Regions from separate parts of the Sus scrofa genome. Here region 1 is linked to region 2. A link is a contact called in public promoter capture Hi-C data. All regions are on one chromosome and are shown on one strand. The core of a region is the stretch at or near the end of the contact, and the rest is flanking DNA. Distances in the headings are between cores, read along the strand shown.

Evidence for each region. Promoter capture Hi-C pulls out the DNA fragments that hold promoters and counts their contacts.
Region 1: a contact with region 2 is called in a promoter capture Hi-C map of liver, with 2.8 times the contacts expected there. The contact joins the promoter of CRP here to the promoter of TAGLN2 in region 2. A contact is called at or near these places in 1 of 5 promoter capture datasets (liver) and 1 of 2 datasets of contacts at active chromatin or transcription factors (alveolar macrophages).

Annotation. Positions count from the first base shown.
Region 1 is chr4:90,780,336-90,784,328 of Sscrofa11.1, reverse strand. CRP (C-reactive protein, pentraxin-related) reads right to left here and starts at 1,588. Exons shown (of 2, transcript XM_003355107.4): 1 at 1,324-1,588; 2 at 1-1,079. The coding sequence starts at 1,387. The coding sequence ends at 466.
Region 2 is chr4:90,564,387-90,568,497 of Sscrofa11.1, reverse strand. It overlaps TAGLN2 (transgelin-2), which reads right to left and starts at 2,226. Exons shown (of 5, transcript XM_003125672.5): 1 at 1,901-2,226.

The sequences.
Region 1 (3,993 bases), core at 339-2,838, 220 kb before region 2:
TGGAAGGGCAAGTCCCTCCTACTTTCTAGGAAGTCTTGGGTAGGAAATTAGGTAGAAGACAGCACACCTTTCTCAACTCAGAGAAAGATTCTCCTTGTGACTTTAAAAAAAAAAAAAATCAGTTCTCCTTTCTGGGTCCCAATTTTCTCATCTACATGAAGGAAAGGTATTGTCTCTAAGATTTTTTCAACTTAAAAAAAAAATAGCAATAACAGAACCAAACACACCTGCAATTCTGATCCTGCTGTAAAAACCAAAAACCAAAACCAAAACTTCTCAATGTAGTTCACAGCCTCCCAAGCCAGACACTTGAATGCCCTCTCTGGCACTGAGGAGGGTAGAGCAGGGATGTGAGAGCCTGTGTTCACAGAGCTGGCTTGCAGTGTGTGTACAGGGGCTGGGGCCAGTCTAGAACCACAGAGTGCAACTGTCAGGAAACACCTCCAGGACCACAGCGGCATGGCCTCAGGGCCACAGCTGGGGCTTGACATACACCTCGCCACTCATTTCATAACTCAGCGCCCGCCAGTTAAGGACATTAGGACTGAAGGTCCCACCAGCATAGACAGTGCTAATCTCCTCTGGTGACAACACATAGTCCCACATGTTCACATCTCCAATGTCCCCCACCAAACACTGGTTCTTCTCATACTCCCCAGCGAATGTGTCCTGCTCCTGCCCCAGGATAATGCTTGCCTCTGCCTCCACGGAGGCTCCCTTCTCCAGGCTCTTCCTCACCTTGGGCTTCCCGTCCACCCAGAACTCTGCAATCCCAGAGGCGGACTCCCAGCTGGCACAGATGTGTGTCGGAGCTGCGGTGTTTTCAGGACTCTTGAATAATACCTCAGTCCCACGCACTCCAAGAATATATCCTCTGCCCTTAGACCAAAATATGAGGATCTCGTTAGGTTGTTTTTTGGTGGCATAAGAGAAAACGCTGTACCCACGGGTTGAGGCCAGTTCTGAGTAGATATGGAGACACACGGTAAAGGCCTTGAGTGGCTTCTTTAACTGCGCTTTCAGGGACACGTAGGAATTATCCGACTCTTGGGGAAACACAAAGGCCTTCTTATGCAAGTCTGTGAGATGGAAAACAGAAGAGAGAGGAGAAATTTCTCAAATCACAAAGATCTATTCCTTACATATAGAATTTGGGCTTGAGAAATAGACTGATTGTTCCTCAGTTATGCGCGCGCACACACACACACACACACACACACACACACACACACACACACACACACTCGTCTAGGCTGGATGTTCCTCTGACTTCACCTTCATCGTTCAGATCAAATCGCTGGCATAGCCCCAGGTAGCCCCTACCTGACTGGCCAAAAGCATTGGAGAAGCTGATCAAGACCAGGAAACACCACAACTGCTTCTCCATGTCACTCTCTGCTGCCAGTGGTAACAGAATATGGATTCACCCCCTTGGAGAAGATGCCTTTGGTTGAAAGCTCAGGGACTAGAAGTCCTAGATCCCTCCTCTCAAGACTTGCCCCATCCTGCCTGGATTTATACCCAAGGCAGTAGAAGCGTCTGTGCCACTATGTAAATGACTTCCAATTCTGCTTCTCGCAGTGTCAGGGCTCTGGGAGGAAGGGAAGCAACATAGTTCCAGAACAGAGAAATCGATGTGGGTTATTTATTACAAACTCCTGTGACTACTGAGTCACCTCTGTGACAGGAGAAATGAAGAAGCTCTCCAAGGACTCCACTTTGGCTGTCTATCCTGTGAAATAATGGAAAATCTTATCTTAGTAGAAGAATAGCCATCTGATTGCACATGATAGCTGCAACTCTAGCACCTTCTTCAGCCCAAGTCATTGGGTCATTGGGTTTTCTGGAAGAAAGCGAAGAGCCTCTGGAGCTGACCATCATGGCTCACCCTTTACAGAGGCCTCTAGTTGACAGATTGGGAAATGCTGAAAACAAACATGCCATTTTCTGAGCCAAGGACAAATTTTTCTTAGCGCATTGAATTTAATTTTTAAGAAATCTCTGGTGCAGTGAAACATGTGCTTGATCACAAATATACCATATGCCAATGTGTCTTCATATTTTCTCAATATGTCAGGGTTTAGGGAGGTGTCAGGATGATCTGACCCTGCCATTTCCTTTATTCACAAAATTCAAGTAGTTTCTCCATGATGCCTGGCAATCTTAGTACCGTTCCCTACTGAAATCACCCTTCAGGATGATTATTTTTCTCCTCCTCTCTTCTTACCCCCAAATCTCATCCATTCTTATACTCAGCATTCAAAATTTTTTTTATTTTATTTTTTTGTCTTTTGAGGGCCACACCCTCGGAGGTTCCCAGGCTAGGGACCAAATCAGAGCTGCAGCCACTGGCCACAGCCACAGCCACAGCAAATCGGGATCTGAGCTGCACCTGCAACCTACACCACAGCTCACAGAAACACTGGATCCTTAACCCACTGAGTGAGGCCAGGGATTGAACCTACATCCTCACAGATACTAGTCAGATTTGTTTCCACTGAGCCACGATGGGAACTCCCAGCATTCACTTTTTCTTTATTGAGAAATAGAAGTCATCAGAGAAGAATGACCATACCTTTTGTAGCAGGGGCTTCTAGCTCCCCAGTGTCCATTCTCCACTTCTCCTACAGTAAGAGTGGCATTGGTGGTTGGGCACATGGTCACCTAGCCAATGAATTTCCCAGCCTCCCTTGCAGCTGGGAATGAGAATGTGAGTATGTTCTGGCCAGTGAGATATGAACAGAAGTAAGAGGGATGATTTCCAGGTTGTGCCCTTTAAAGTGAAGGCATCTGCTCTACCTTCCACTTCTCCCTTCCCTTTGCCTGGTGTGAGGCATGATGATAGGAGCTAGAATATCACCTTTGACCACCGTGGGTAAGATGCACGCTGAAGCTGGCAGATAGATGGAGCCTGGATAATTGGTTCTGGAACCGCTATAACGGCTCTAGACCACCTACTCGAACATTAATTTGATCTTCCTATTATAAAGGCTAGCTGATAACCTTACACATCCTCCCACTCCAAGTGTACCAATCTTTCTGCACTTTACTCACATATTCTGCCTCCTTCCCATAACAGGGGATGAATGGTCCCTGTGTATATCTAGGGCCAACCCTTGCACTTCTGCAAAGGATCCCAGACGTTCTTGATCACTCAGGGAATTTTGCTCCTGCAGGTATTCTATCTTCTAGATCATTAAATACCTCATCTTTATTCAATTATTCCCCCCAGCAAACAAATACACTAGAATATGTTTAATCTTTAATGAGAAGAAAAAGGGAGGAAAGAAGGGGGGAAAGAGTGAAAGGAGGGAGGGATCCTAAGACTCCTCATCTCCTTCTGCTATGGTCCATTTTTGTTCTGCCCTCATTTACAGCAAAACTTCTGGAAAGCGTTATGTGTACTGACAATATCCATTTTCCCATCTCCCGTTCTCTCCTCAGTCCAAGCAAACCAGACTCTGGCCTCTGCCACTCCGGTGAAACCAATGTAAACAAAAACCTTTCTCGTGTCAAATTCGATCATTGATTTTTGGTTCAGTTTCTCAGCAACAAAACTCAATATGGTTCACAACTTCCTCTTGAACAGCTGCACAGAGCTTTTTTAAAAAGTGAAATAATTTTAAAGCCCTATGCCTAAAACAAGTGGTCCTGCCTTCCACCTCTCTCCAGCCTTGATTCTCAAGTGGAGCTGAGAGATGGCAGAGCCTCCAAGAACATTGTTTGAGTCAGTGAATCCAGTCTCATCTGACACCAGTTCCACCTCAGTTCTTCTGAAGTCTATTAGCCCAAAAACTTTCTTTTTACTTATTTTACTTGGTTTTATGACACTTACATTTGCATGACTTTTGACAAATCGCAACACCTCCCGGACACTGCCCCAAATCCAAGGCATTGTCTGTCCAAACCAATTATCACTTGCCCTGAAATGAAACATCCACTGGTATCCTTGCCACAGGAATCCTCTACCCCAAGGAAGCATGGGTTTTTATG
Region 2 (4,111 bases), core at 977-3,476:
TTGGCATTAAGACCATCCTGAAAGGGCAAAATGGGGTACTTGCTTCCAAAAAGTAGTGCCACAGGCAGCAGGCAGAAGCAAGGGTGGTGGGAGACCTATGATTGAGGGGCTGTCCCAAGGCACTCCCCTAGCTATCAAGAGTCAGTGAGCAGAAGAGAAAGCTGAAACTACACAAAGAGGAAGCCACAGGCTTTGCACCAGGGGAGGAGGGGTACTTGGCGGCTGTTGCCATGGCTTCTGTGTACCAAACACAGGAATGGGGCAGGGTGGGGGCTCCCAGGCTGAAACATCCACTCGACACAGGAGTGGTGAAGAGGCTCTGAGCATGGGGTGGGGCAGATCCTTGGGAAAGGGGCTCCTTCAGAGCAGTTGCCAGGTACAGACAGGTGCAAGGGATTCCTCAAAGAAGCAGCTGTTAAGAGTAGGGTGGAGGAGACTGGAAGTTATTCGAGTTTGGGAGTAGCGAGGGAGACTTAAGGAAATAGTTCAGGAGAAGATGAAATGCCCTGGGAACAAGTGAGCCCCATACCTGAAAATCCTGGAGGGAGAGGGGATGGGGGGTGAGGGGAGGTGGGGGGAGAAAAGGAAGCCAGTCCCCAGTAGGCAAAAGAGGGATTGACTGGGGCAGTGGAGTGAGGGTGGGGGTGGGGATGGGGGGAGAAGTGCAACTGGACAAAGACCCTTTGGATTCTGGGCAGGTAGGGCCCTGCTGCTGGCCCCACCCTACCTTGGCCTCCTCTGCAGTTTTAAGTCTTCTCTGTGGACCAGGAAGGAGAACTCGGGAGTGAAGCTGGAAACGGGGAACCGGCCCTCTGTCTGGTGCTCTGGAGTCAGAAAACTAGGAGAGCCTCCTGCACCGGATCTCCACACCAGTCCATCCTCACTTCTGCTCACTGATAGCACGTTTCCCCCTGAATCTCACGGGTACCGGCTCCTGGAGACTCCAGGAGGCCTGCAGAGCCGGGGTGAAGGGGTGGAGGCCAGGCGGCAGTCCATTTCCGGTCCTGCTGGTCCGGCCCCCACAGCCGCCCCCCTCGCCACACCCTGGGCCGTTACTGGGATGAGTCACCCACCGCCCGCCGCTGGGGTGACGCAGTGGTCTGGGCAGCCCGCCCGCCCGCGGCCACCACCGACTTTCCCAGCAGTAGGGGGCAAGGAGTGGGGGCATCGGCTCCCGTAGGGGCTGGAGGCGCGGGAAAGCCGCCACCCTCCCCCAACACCACCGCCTACAGGCAGGGCACCCCGGGGCGCGGTCAGAGCTGCAGCCTCCCAGATGTCTGAGATCAGGGGACTCTCCTCAAGGCGACTGGGGCTTTAACTCCCGGCGCCAACCCTGGAAGGGGAGGCCACTGCGGGACCCGCGCACGGAGCCCCCTTGCTCCAAACCGCGCCTCGGAGTCCCTAGAAAAAAGATCTGCAGGAGAATAAAGAGAAAGGACTGGGACGCAGAGGGCAAGCAGCACCCACACGTGTTCCTGGAATCAGGAAGTGAAGGGTCGCGCGGGAAGCCCCGGCGGCGCGGAGCGGGCCAGGGTGGGCGCTGGGACCCTGTACGCCCCGTCCCTCGGGGCCAGTCCCTGACGCCCTCCTTTCCTCACCCTAGCACGGATCTGGAGCTGAAGTCCGCGGGAGGGACGCAGTCCCCACGTCCCTGATCCAGACAGACGCCCCGTCTATGCACCCGCAACACCGCCTGACCTCATGGCTCAACAATGCGGGGTCAGAGTCTGAGGACAGACCTGACAGCCCGGGGCGGGGCAGAGCAGTCATCGGACCCCTGCCTGCGAGCCCTTGGTCCCCAAGCTCACAGGAGCAGGTCGCAAGCTCGGGCTTCCTGCAGCCTAGAGACCGCGCACATCCCCCCTCCCCCGCCCCGACGGACCCCCTCCCTCCAGCTCACCTTTCACTCAGGCAGGAGAATTGCGCACTTAAGACTGGGGCTGCCGCGCGAATGGAGCGCCTGGGCTGGGCCGGGGGTTTTCAGCAGGCTCCCGCCTCGGACGGGGCGGACCAAAGGCGGGGCAAGGCCGAGAGGGTTTAAAGGCGCCGCACTGCAGAAGCGGAGGGCAGTGCTTAAGAGATGGGGCTGGAGACCAGAACCTGGGTTAAAGGATCTCAAGACAGTAGCCTCCGCCCTGGAGAACTTCTACACCTACCCTAGAACCCGTAAACTTGTGCCCCAGTGGGAAACTTTCTGCCTAGGTTAGCGCAAGAAGGGCGTTTTTTACGTGCGAAGAAGCCTCTTGGTTTAAAAAGGATGTTTAGGTAAACAGAGGCACAGGAAGACACTCCCCACCCACCCCCCCACAATTGACTAGGGTGTGACATGCAGGCCAGGACAGCTCCCGGACTTGGTCTTGCTCCCCACCTTCTTCAAGCCTGGGCAGAGACTAACAGTGAAGTCATTCCTTTCTCAGGGCCTAAGGGGTGTGACCAGTGTTGGGACCCAGGGTTCAGACTTGACTTTTTCCCCTTCATCTCCTCCTCCATGACCTGGCATCTCTTTTTTTTTTAATTTTATTTTATTTTATTTTTTTTATTTTCCCACTGTACAGCAAGGCCTGGCATCTCTTAAATCCTGGAGGGATCAGAAGAAGAGCCCTCAGGGAGTTCCCGTTGTGGCTCAGGGGCAACAAACCTAGTATCCATGAGCTGTGGTGTAGGCTGGCAGCTGCAGCTCTGATTGGACCCCTAGCCTAAGAACTTCCATATGAAATAGGTGCAGCCCTTAAAAAGAGAGAGAGGAGGAGGAGGCTGGCAGTTCCTCCATCTCTGATGGTGGAGGAGAACATCATTTGTGGTGGATGGAGTCCCTGCTTGCAGCTATCAGTGTAGTTTTATTTATTTTTTGGTTTTTTTTTTAAATTTTTTTGTCTTTTCAGGGTCGCATTTGCGGCATATAGAAGTTCCCAGGCTAAGGGTCCAATCAGAGCTGCAACTGCCAGCCTATACCATAGCCACAATAATGTGGGATCAGAGCCGTGTCTGCAAACTGCACCACAGCTCACAGCAACTACAGATCCTTAGCTCACTGAGCAAGGCCAGGGATCGAACCTGTGTCCTCATGGATACTAGTTGGGTTCGTAACCTCTGAGCCATGAACTCCATCAGTGGAGTTTTCATAGCTGTTAGACGATCCCATATATGCTGGTTTTTAAGGACATCAACAACCAATGCCCTCCTACTTCTCCATTCTCTCTTCCCCATACTCCCTTCCTGAATATTCCAGTGCACACTGACACCCTGGGAGGCCAAGTCTTTTCACTCCTCCATGCCTTCACATAGGCTGTTCCTCCTTCCCTTGACTGTCTTCTCACCTGCCCTACCCCTCATGGACTTTGTGACCTCGGGGCAAATCACTAAAGCTCTACACCCCAGCTCCCTGGTCTATAAAAATAGAGCTAATGGTACTACTTACCTTAGAGTGGTAGAGAATTAAATGATACATGTGAAGAGCTTAGAGCAGTGCCCGGCACACAGTGAGTGCTCAGCTGACAGCTATTATCATTGCTCCCACTTTCTGTGAGGATGCCTGCAGAGGCCCACCCCAGAGGTAGCATTTGTCCCAGCACAAGCTGTAAGCATTCACTGTTGGCTGACTCCTTCCTTCTTGCTACCCTAGTAACCAACACATAGCTTTGTCAGAGGACTTGTCATATCATCCTGTGACTATTTTTTTTTTTTTTTTTGCCTTTTTGTCTTTTTAGGGCCGCACCTGCGGCATATGGAGGTTCCCTGGCTAGGAATCTAATCGGAGCTGTAGCCACTGGCCTATGCCAGAGCCACAGCAATGCCAGTTCTGAGCTGCATCTGCAACTTACATGACAACTCACGACAAGGCCGGATCCTTAACCCACTGAGCAAGGCAAGGGATCGAACCCGCAACCTCATGGTTCCTAGTCAGATTCGTTTCTGCTGTGCCATGACGGGAACTTCCTGTGACTATTTCTTTGCTTGCCTGCTTCATCCACTAGAAAGAACTCCCCTGAGGGCAAAGACATGACTTTTGTACTTTCTACTTCAGTATCTAGCTCAAAGCTGGTCTTCAGATTCAGAAGCTGACCTCTTTAGGCATTCAATAAATGCTTTTTTTTTTTTTTTTTTTTTTTGG